Linked DNA regions of Dromaius novaehollandiae: region 1 is linked to region 2. The links are chromatin contacts, called in public Hi-C maps. All regions are on one chromosome and are shown on one strand. Each heading gives the region's core, a stretch centred on a gene start, on an enhancer-like site or on the middle of the called end of the contact. The rest is flanking DNA. Distances are from core to core; before and after follow the strand shown.

Region 1 (5,234 bases), core at 231-2,730, 100 kb before region 2:
GCCATACAAAAGCCTTCAGTGGATCTGATGAAAAATGATGAAATATTTTTATAATATTACTAAAATCATTTTACTATTGGAAAACCAAAATATGGACCAATTTCAGTTATATACTGACCTTATAAAACGGTACAGCAGCCTCTGAATTCAGTGAGGATCTGCTTGTTGTTGTTTGGGGTGAGAAGATGACTGGACCTCAAAAAATGTCTTACACATCTTTACCATTACAATCTGTATTCTCCATTATAGTCTATATTCTCAATTAGAGAAACCAGAGGTGACTGTTTCTTTGGCCTAATTTTAATACATAATGGTTGTAATTTTTATGGAAGCCTTATTTCAAGTAATAACTATACTCACTGGAGGAGGAAAAATACGTGAGTGCAGGAAGAGAGATTTTGTCTCATGTCACTTTAATATTTTGATAATAGCCTATTGCATATTAAATAAATGAATAAACAGAAGGTGTGCGTTGTTTGTATTTCTCGAGTGAAGTGTATCCTGCTTAACTCAGAAAGCTTCAGCTGATTGCAGTTAATACCCTATGTTAAGTTTTAACACTCAGTGCCATGTGCTGTCCTTAAACTGAGGTCTGAACTGTCACTAAAACTGATACCTCCCATCACAGGCAGCAGAAGGTCTCTGGTCAAGAAGGATATGAAGATTTATGCTGGTGAGGTGGCAGCTTGGTCATGACTGCTTCCCCACATGCTATTGGTGAATTATTTGTGCGTCTCCCAGCTTTCACTTACATAATCATTAGCTGGAAGATTGGCACAAAATTTTGAACACCATTTAAAGGGTTTAAAAATCCAGAACTAGATTCTTTGTCCCATTATGCTGTTTTTTGCTGCTCTAATTCCTTTAAAAATCAGCATCCAAATATGTATATTCACTTTTTTCAAACATCATCTTTATTCTTTCAGTAAAAACTGTGGGAGAAGGGGTTGTTCGGCTCTATAATGCTGCTTGTGTTGTGGCTGCCATGTCAGACAATGCTACAGTAAGCTATTGTCTAAACGCCAGAAAGTGAAAAGGAGTAGCAGCGAAGCTAGAATTGGGTGCATCTCTGTGCATTTTAAATTAAGTATTCAACAACAAGTATTGAAGCAATTCATTAAAGACAAACTGAGGAATATGAAAAAAATCCTAGCAATAATGCACACACAAACATTCAATGTAACTTTTTGTTTGCAAGTGTTCCTTTAAATGATGATTTAGCAGACTGAGTGATTAAATGCAGACCGCGGTTAAAAGCAATGTGCGCTTTCCCCAGGATCCTGTGAAAAGTAAGATTTCTGTTAATTCTGTCAGCATGTGGCTCTAGCTTCTTTTCAAGCAACGAAGCAAAGCAGTGCTCTTTTCGGCTCTTTAAAATACTGCTACGGCTTGAGTGGCGTCGCCTTCCCTAGCCAAGCCAGGCGTTGCCGGTGTGGGCAATCTCTGCTAATTAGGAGGGTTTCCTTGCGCGGCTGCCCGAGCCGGCCGCCCCGCGACGAAAGAATGCGCTGAGGTTTACATGATGTCACCGGCCGCCGCCACACCTCCCACCGCCGCCGCGGCCGGCCTCCCGCGCCAGGCAAATGGCAGAAGTGAAAAGATGACCGAGAAGTTAAGTCACGGGGGAGGCAGAGAGCGTAACGGAGGGAGCGCGAAGAGGTCGGGCACCTACTAACGCGCTGGCAGAGTGCTGCTCTGAGGACGAATGGGGCAGTAGCAGATGTTGCCTCAAGAATAAAAAAGGGCGTTTCTTCAGGCTCGGCGTTGGGAGGATGCCTGTCAGTTCGTAAGAAACCAGGGAGAGCTGGAAAGCTTATCGGCTTCGCTGGATGGTACACGCGAGCGATCGTGGTGGGATTGCCTTTTTTTGCCTCCTTCTCCACAGCTGCACTTCCAAACGAAGAGGAAGCCGTGAGCGCAGCCTGCTAGCTTCAGTTTGTAGCCAGAACTCAGCTGAATTTAAGCTGAATGTAAATCTACTGTGCCTTTGGGGGGGGGGAACGCTGTAGTTGTTCTGCTCTGCAGTTGCCTTAAACAGGGTAACAACTCTCCAGGATGGGATTTGGAAAAGCAGTCTAAAAAACTTGAGTTTCTAACTGTCTGTTGAGAGGCTTTTTTGGCTGCATTGGCTTGGCTGCTAGAAAATCATGTTTTCCTATGGAACTTGTGAATGCACCACAGAAAAGCTTGGTACAGGAGGAGACTAACCGGCCTTTTTCAGATCAAGGTTATTTTATAGCTACTGCCAAAAAAGTAAAGGACTGTTTTATTATTCTTACTCTTCTGGATTTAACTTATTTTTCCCCAAAGATTTTCTCTGTGCCTTGGTCCGAACTGTACACAGTCACTGTGGGCTCTGTCTTTTTAAGCTTCTGCACCATGTTTTATTTATAAAGGAGATGGGATTCTGCAAACTGTTTAAATGGATTACAGTTAATCTGTCACCTACAGAGGATAATGTGCTGCCTTCTGTAATGCTCGTTCATTCAGGAGGCTTAATCTGGAGATTCAAGATACAAATTGTGACCTGCAAAAAGAAACGGAACGTTCCCCGGAGGGTCTGAAGTATTTGAGCCACTGCTGGGTTTTGCTGTACTTTGCTTTTCTGTGATATTGGAAGATTTCTGTTCCTTTCTTACTGAAGCACTTTATATTTTAGAAAAAAAAATCAAGTCACATCCAGGTAAAGCTGCATTTACACTGATGCACTGATTATGACCTTAACCACCTCATAAATTATGGTGTACATTTTGTATATATGCATCTTACGCTAAACGCGAGTTTACTATAGTTCTTCAGACTGATGGGATTTTGAAAACGTTTCACTGAGAGCGATGAAAGTGGAGGCAGGGTAGCCTGTTTGTGTAAACACCTTCAAGATGGGGAAGCCGCTTAGCCGGCCAGACTGTTTACGTCAGAATCCTCCATGTGTAGGCAAGGGGGAAGAGGACGAAGACCTAAACATTGAAGACTGTTACGTTCCCCAAAGGTCGATCTACGACACGGTGAGGCTGAATGAACAGATCGACTCTGGGTCCAAAGGCAGCCTCTCCTCGAGGCACTTCAGCGACCGGACTTTGCCCTACAGCCATCGGACGCTGGACATGGGCACGCTGTGCTCCAACGGCGCCCTCACGTCGTCCAGCGTTTTCGAGCTCCGGAGCCGGGAGGCTAACAAGTTAGACGAAAAGATGATCTTTGATGCGCTCAAGCTGAACAGTGATATAATTCGGACCTCTGGATTACCCAAAGCAAAGTCTCACACCGAAAAGAAAGAGCACAGGCGCTCGTGGAGAATGTTTGTGCCGCCCAATTTCTCTGATTATGCAAATAAAAGCGAATGCTCCTTTGTTGAAAATCCCGATATATCGGATATCGCTAAATCAGGCAAATGCAAATGGGGTACAAATTCTCTTACCTCCGAGGAGGATGATTCTGGTCTGTGCAGCCCTCCGACCGAAAGGGAAGAAAAACAAGATACGCTCTTAGCAGGGGAGCAAATGCAGATAAGAAGTTTGTCTTCTGCAGAAGACATGCAGGCAGCAGGGCAGTTCAGACCATTTTTCCCTGCCCTGTGCAGAGAAGAGCAAACCCCTCTGCTTGCGGGCAGCAGTGGCCCTGTCAGAGAAAGCTGCAGCTTGGCTTTGCGTGACCTGCTCCCCCCTGGGAAAGCAGAACAAAGCAGTCCCCCGCAACGCAAAAGCGAGCAGGAGGAGACTGGCGGGAAGCACTCTCACTTACCAAGCTTGCAAGAGAAAGCTCTCACACATGGAGATCCTCTTCGGGGTGATGGAAAAAGTATTTCCTTCCACAAAAAGGAAGTGGAAAAATTGTATGAAGTCGATGAAAAAATTAAAACACGAGTCACAACAACAGAAGGGGATTACGTGGACAATGCACCTCAGCACGTAGACATCTATTATGCAAATGTTGCTGTAAATACTAGTGACATAGATTTATCAAAATATGAGATTTTCTCTGATCCAGAGGAATCCAGTGTGGCACATACAGACTCAAATGAAATGGTATTTTCTGTTCAACAGCTTGAATTAGGTAATACTGTTAACTGTCCAAAAGCTATCCCAGGGAGAAGTAAAGGCAATAATACCTGGACTACTGGTGTCCAGATAGAAACCTTGGATACAGTCTGCAATGGCCTGTTGTCTAACAAGGTAATTAAAAAAAAAATCCAGAGATCTGTGAAATGCTGTAAAGCAGACTTAAATGTACTTGATAAAGTTTTGTTTAACTTTACAGTTTTGTTATTGTCACAAAAAATTTTATATATTTTTCATTCATTCAGCAGCTGTGGTAATCAGTGTCATTTGCATCGCACACACAAGGTGTCCAAAGTAGGCGAGATGGCCACTTTCGAAAATGAATTAGGGGCAATTTCTGACAGGGGTGATTACTTCCAGCTGCTTGGTGCATGGTTATTTATTGTCCAGATGGTGGCTGTTACTCTTGATTTGGAACGGCTCCACTGTGCATTGATGTTCGTGTTGGGTTTTCACCCTCGCTGTGGCTAAAGGCAATGCCATCCAAGGGCAGTTGTCGCCCATTTATTCAGGTTGAGCAGTCTTACTCGGGAAGGTATAAGCAACAGTATCAGCTTGTTGTGGTTTCCAACGTACGTAAATTAAAGCCTCGCCGCATGTGCTGGAAACCTTCTTTTGCCTTTGCCTGCCAGAAAGTAGGTCTGAAGTTACAGTAGTATTTTACAAGCGCAGGATCTTGCAGTGTTTTGTGAGTGGTGGATGGAGTAAGAAAATAAAATGGGAAGCCTTGTAATAAGTAAAGGGTGTTTGTCAGGTCTGTAATTTTTTTTCTTCCCACTCCGGTTGAAATCTGAGCTATTTCAGGCTTTGTCGCTAAGTTGTTCTGGTAAACTTTAGCCTCAACAATAATTGTAATTTATTTTAAGCTTCTCTTTGCAAAGAATGCATGTGTTTAAAAAGGGCGGATTATGGAAATCAGTCCTCCCTGTGGTAGGACATTGCTTGCGAAAGTTGAGGCTTTATGGAAGAGAAAAGAAGAATTAGTTATTGATTCTGTGTAAAAAGATTATTCTGCCTCCTCCCTACCCTGAAGTCAAGAAAAATGCAAGCCTTCTCCCTTTCCTGGGAGCAGCCAGCTGGTTGCACTCTACACGTTTTGACGTAACCACACTCTTAGAGTTTTCAGTTTTCTTGTCCGTATTAGCAAAGCTCTTAGGTGTGTTTAGTTTATTTTCT
Region 2 (5,048 bases), core at 1,321-3,820:
ATTTTCTGCTCTGTAATGGTAATGGTAACGGTTGTTTCACAGTCTTGAGGTTTTCCTCACAAAGTAATTGTGGGTTCTCAGGATGTCTGTCCCAGGATACACTTGTGTGTGTATATGTAATTTTACTTGTACTTCTTCCTTCTTAGCCTTTCCCTTGACATAATTTTTAACATGTCAAGAAGTAGTTGAAAGGCAAGATATGGACCAAAAGAAGAAACAAACCCAGACCAAAAACTGTTGTAATAACTACAAGAAAAATGCCCTCATTTGCCACTCATGATGCAGTGAAATAGTTTTTGCAGAACAATGGCACACATGACTCTGAATAACCTAAAATTCACTATTAAGTCTATACCACATAGTAAGCAAGATAGCACCCCTTCTCCTGAGTCTACCGCAGATGGCTGATCTGGTTTCCTATGTACAACCATCCACCAGATGGTTCTCTCTTGTAAGATGGTCCACTCTTCTAAGTCTGTGCTACATGTTTCCTCCAACTATCTTGGTAATATCCCGAGCCATACTTCTCCCTGGGGACAGTCTTAAAAAAAACCAAAACTCTCAAACAAGGTTATAGAGTATAGGTTCACCACTGAGATGTAAAATCAGGGGTGCTATATTACGAGATCTTTGAAATAACCTTTTTATTTTTTAAAGTATTAGTAAAGTTTCAGATGCAGACACTTCACTTCAAGATAGATGTGGTCCAGTTGAACAAAGTCCAGAGGCAAGCAAGAAGAATGACGGGGTTTAAAAAATCATGCTCTAGGAGTTGAAGGCACTGGGTTGTTTAGTCTAGAGAAAAGAAGACCAAGGAGAGGTGTGATAGCAGTCTTAAAATATTCTAAAAGATGGTCCAGGGAGGAAGGGAATAAACTGTTCTTTGTTTCAGTGGGGAAAGCGCAAGAAGCAATGGGCTAAAATAGCAGTTAGGGATATTTCTGTTAAACTTCAGGAAAAATTAAATGTTCTAATAGTAAAGAAAGCTAAGTACTGGAGGCTCTTGAAAAGAGGAATGGGAGATGGTAGGATCTGGATCTGGATACAGTCACTGGAATTCTGTAAAATATATGTGAATGCATATATATATGTGTGCGTGTGTTTACATATCTGAATTTTGACTGAAATGATTTAGTTCAACGGTGAGCTGTGGTGAGCCTCTTGTGGAGATGCTAGAGGACAATCATTCTTCCACTGTAATATGAACGGAGCTAGTGAGGAAAAGGCCGAGAATATTGCTTGTCTCATGATAGTTACTCCTCACACACAGTGAGGGACACCCACATTTTGGCAATGCAAGAGAGGGGCTCTAGGGCCTTTGCAAAAGGAGGTAGCTGAAGGCAGGCCTTGGGCTGAAGGTAAGTGTTGCTCTGCGGCTGTGTGGATGCTGCTGGTCAGATATTGCTGTTCAAGCTAGAAATGATCTTGCCTTGAAGCTTGCAAGGTGACTTCGCAAGTCCAGATTCTTTCATTTTCATTTGTTCTCCAAAGATATGACTATGAAGCCAACTAGGAAAAGGCTGTTGCAATGAGCATTATAATTGTCTTATATGCTAATACTTTCCTGTCAGCTTTTGTGTGTTCACTTCAGCACAGATAGCCCTCATTAGCTGAAGCACGCTGTCCTGCTTATGTGTTTTCGTTTGCCAGCCTGTCAGCTTTCACTGATACTCCTTGGGCAGCAAAGATCACTGGGGCAAATCTCCACTGCTTTCCAGGCCCAGGATCCTCGCATCACTGTTTCATACTGAGGACATTTCTCCAGCAGGTACGCTCTTTCAGTACTTGATGTAGTTTTGCTACTTTGCTTACAGTCTGGGCCATCCCGATGTCTCGTTGTCCCAAGAATATCTCATTATAAACTGCCACTTTCTGCAAGAATTATGCTGGAATCTGTACACTCCAGACGGCAGTCAGAGGCTGGCAGAGCTGCTCTAAGGTGAAGCCTATCTGCTTCATTGAATACCAGGAGCTCGTTGCAGTCTTATCAGCTGAGAAGATTAGGATATAAATAATCCATTTGGCAGAGTTAATACAAAATAAGTCTCTGTTGCACAGCACTTGTTTTTCATCCATTTCATCCATCTTCTTAGTTACATTGCCTCACTGCCTCTGGCACCCACTATGTAGTTTCTTTTTCCGAAAGCTCCCTGAGTGACTGCTCTCAGGGGACTATTAGGTTATTGGACTTTCTTTTAAAACTGTATTTGTGCCTTGTACGCACATCGCATATTGAGTGAGTGGAGATCATCTTCACTGGCTGCGCTTTGAAATCGCACACATCTCATAAAGCAGATCTAAGCAGCCTAAGACCTTATATGTCACATAGGGTAGGTACATCCACATCTCTGCTCCATACTCGTAGGTACCTCCTAGCCAAGATCCTTAATTTCTATATCATACCCTTAGGTTGTGTAATCCCTGGAATTTTGCTCTGTAAGCCTCAGGGATCAATACAGATTTAAGGAATGAAGCTTGCTTTCTTTGCTTTCCTCTCGGTCATCAGAGTCTGCCTTGGCCATCTGGCTGCGTGCCTCTATGGCTTTTAGCCTCAGCAAGGGAGCGAGACAAAGGAGCCATTCTGCAGTTCAAATTGCAAGTCTATTCAAAAGCAGTTAGATAGACATCTAGATCTCCCTCCCTGCTTTAGGCTGGGGCAATAATTTAGCACACGTGCCTCCTGCAGCGCTGGCATTGTGTGCCATTTCGCTGCTTGCCATTCCTCAGGGCCTCTGGCTTCTCAGCTTCTCCGTTTCTTGCGTGTACGCACATATTTGTCCCAGCTGTAAGGTGCCTCCCTTCCAGCTATCATTCACTCCCATGCTTGGCAAGCTGCTTTTCTTCTCCCCAGCTGCAGCTTTTGCCACTCCTGCTTATAATTCAGGAAATCTAGTCCATAGCAGGAAGCTGCTGCCCTGACTACTGCATGAGCTCTGGTTGCCTTCCTTGCCTTCTGGTGAGACCTCTCTCTGTCCTTGAACCTGCTGGACCCTCTGGGCCTCTGCCTGCCATAAGGGCGAGCTCTCTTTTTCCGAACAGAACCATGCTATATTGCTTAGTCATCCAAAAAATGCAAGATGTGTCTTATTTGTGCCTTATTTACTATTTGGAGCTTGTCTCTCTGTGAACTGTTTATTAAGACACAGCTGCACCTAGCAAATTTTTTTCAGTGGCCTTAATTTCTCACTGCAGGAAAACAGTATAAATTACCCTTGTACTACCTTTGGTAATACTTTTGTTCTGTTTTGTTTTCTGCAGCCACAGTTATAGGGATAGTTACACATGAGAGACTCTTAGAGGAGATTCTGTATTTGTGTCTGGAAAATCCCAGATAGAAATATAGGTACAGTCCATTATGTCAGGATGATTACATACAATGGTTAATACATACAGAATTTGCTTTATGTGTTCTGGGCCTGCCAGACTTGCTGTGTGCTCCCAGATGAACTTTAAAGCACATGCACACTCAATTTGCTATATCCTGAAGTTAGAGCTGTTGTTCCAACTGAGATACATGTTGTCCCTGAAAGAAATATTGGACAGAATATCAGCCTTGTAAGGGGAAAGCAATGAGTCTCAGTCAGCTTCAGAGGTGGGGCCAAGTTGCTAGGAGAAGAGCAGAGGGGATTACTTCTTTTGCCTGTATTCTTGCATAAAGGGGAGGAAATTTAGGGGTTTAAGGTTGGGAAGGTTTTGGGGAATGAGGCCAGACAACAGCAAAGAAAAGGAGTACCACAATATACAATAGCCTGGTTTCCATTAATGCTCTTCTTGCTGGTGTAAATGTTTTGTCAAGGATGAGCGAGACCTACTGACACTTCAGTGGAACTTGGTGCTAAAAAAGGGCCAGATTTAAGCAAGCAGAGATGGGCTGCCCAGGAGCTAACAGCGGACACTAAAGGAGCCCCAGGGTAAAAGCCAGGGGGAATATGCCGTGAGCAGGATGAGGCGTTTACTCCAGACCAAAGGGGAGGAGCACAAATCTGGAAAGAAAAGATCAGCTCAAGTGTTTGCATTTGGTATCTGACGACCTTGATGAAACAGTTCAGTGCAGGAGGTGCTTTTTGGCTGCTCTAAACCTGGTTATTGTGTGCACTGGGCCACTCCTCTTCTTTGCTATTGTTTCCCTTTTCCGGCTTTGTTCCTTTCAACATCTCCATCTGATCAGGCTCTGTAGCAATTAATACCTTTGTAAACAATCACTGAAGACAGTTCCATATGCTTTAGAAATAATGTCAATGTTTTCTACTTCAGAACAAAGGCTTTGGATGGAACTTGCACTGGTTTTTCTCTTGCTCCTCAGAAAGACTGTGGGACCTTCTAAAAGTGGCATGATCTGTGAAAATTATTCTGTCACTCTGCATACTGTAAAGCAGAGCCATTTTCTTTTGCAAGATTTCCATTCTGGTGCCAGTGTGTGCATTATGAGCATTGTGTTTTCTGTAGTTACATTTACTACAGCACGTCTCAATGAAAATAACATACCAGAGCCACGTGCAAGCATGAAGTAGGACTTACATGTACACGCAGGTACTGTCATGCATTGTAACCAGTCAAGATGTTTATATGCAGTTACATCCTATCTAGGTAAGTATTTCTTAAGGATAGTCATCCAGCTCCAACAGGAAGTTGCTATTTTGTTTTATATTATAATATTTCTACTTTAGGAGTTTATTTACTTATGAATAATTCTGCAGAAAATTCTGCCCTACATCACTGCTTTCCCCTTTCTTCTTTGAAATCCAGCTCTCATTAAGAGAGCTTGTCTCTTGCGTTTTGACTGAACTATAATGAATTTTACCAGCTGTAGAGAATCAGCTGCAAATAATCTGGAGTTTGTTGTATGGGAAAGCTACAGGAAAGCTTCAGTATCTTGCCGCATCCCTCGGCTGTTGTTCTTGCTCTTTGTAGCTTGAACTGCAGTTCTGTTGCCTGACAATTTTCTGTACCTTTACTGTCTGCAGTCTAGTATGTGCAAGTACCAGCAGCTGCCAATACCTTTATAGCAAACTTAATAAAAGCCCCTTCTATTTCTGCCAACTGGTAGA

What was found. Hi-C and Micro-C count contacts between places; a contact is called where the count stands out from the background.
Region 1: a Hi-C map of ovary shows a contact between it and region 2, with 3 times the contacts expected there. The contact joins two enhancer-like sites. A contact is called at or near these places in 2 of 4 Hi-C or Micro-C datasets (brain and ovary).

The regions. Positions count from the first base shown.
Region 1 is chr3:27,989,162-27,994,395 of bDroNov1.hap1, reverse strand. All of the region lies in intron 55 of LOC112996840 (dystonin), which reads left to right. Among named protein-coding and RNA genes, the nearest start is that of COL21A1, 150 kb to the right of the region's middle. Within about 2 kb of position 1,480, at least 2 of the 2 cell types and tissues checked have open chromatin away from gene starts, as enhancers often do.
Region 2 is chr3:27,889,188-27,894,235 of bDroNov1.hap1, reverse strand. LOC135328012 (a long non-coding RNA gene) reads left to right here. Exons shown (of 3, transcript XR_010388734.1): 3 at 1,651-1,769. Among named protein-coding and RNA genes, the nearest start is that of COL21A1, 50 kb to the right of the region's middle. Within about 2 kb of position 2,570, at least 1 of the 2 cell types and tissues checked has open chromatin away from gene starts, as enhancers often do.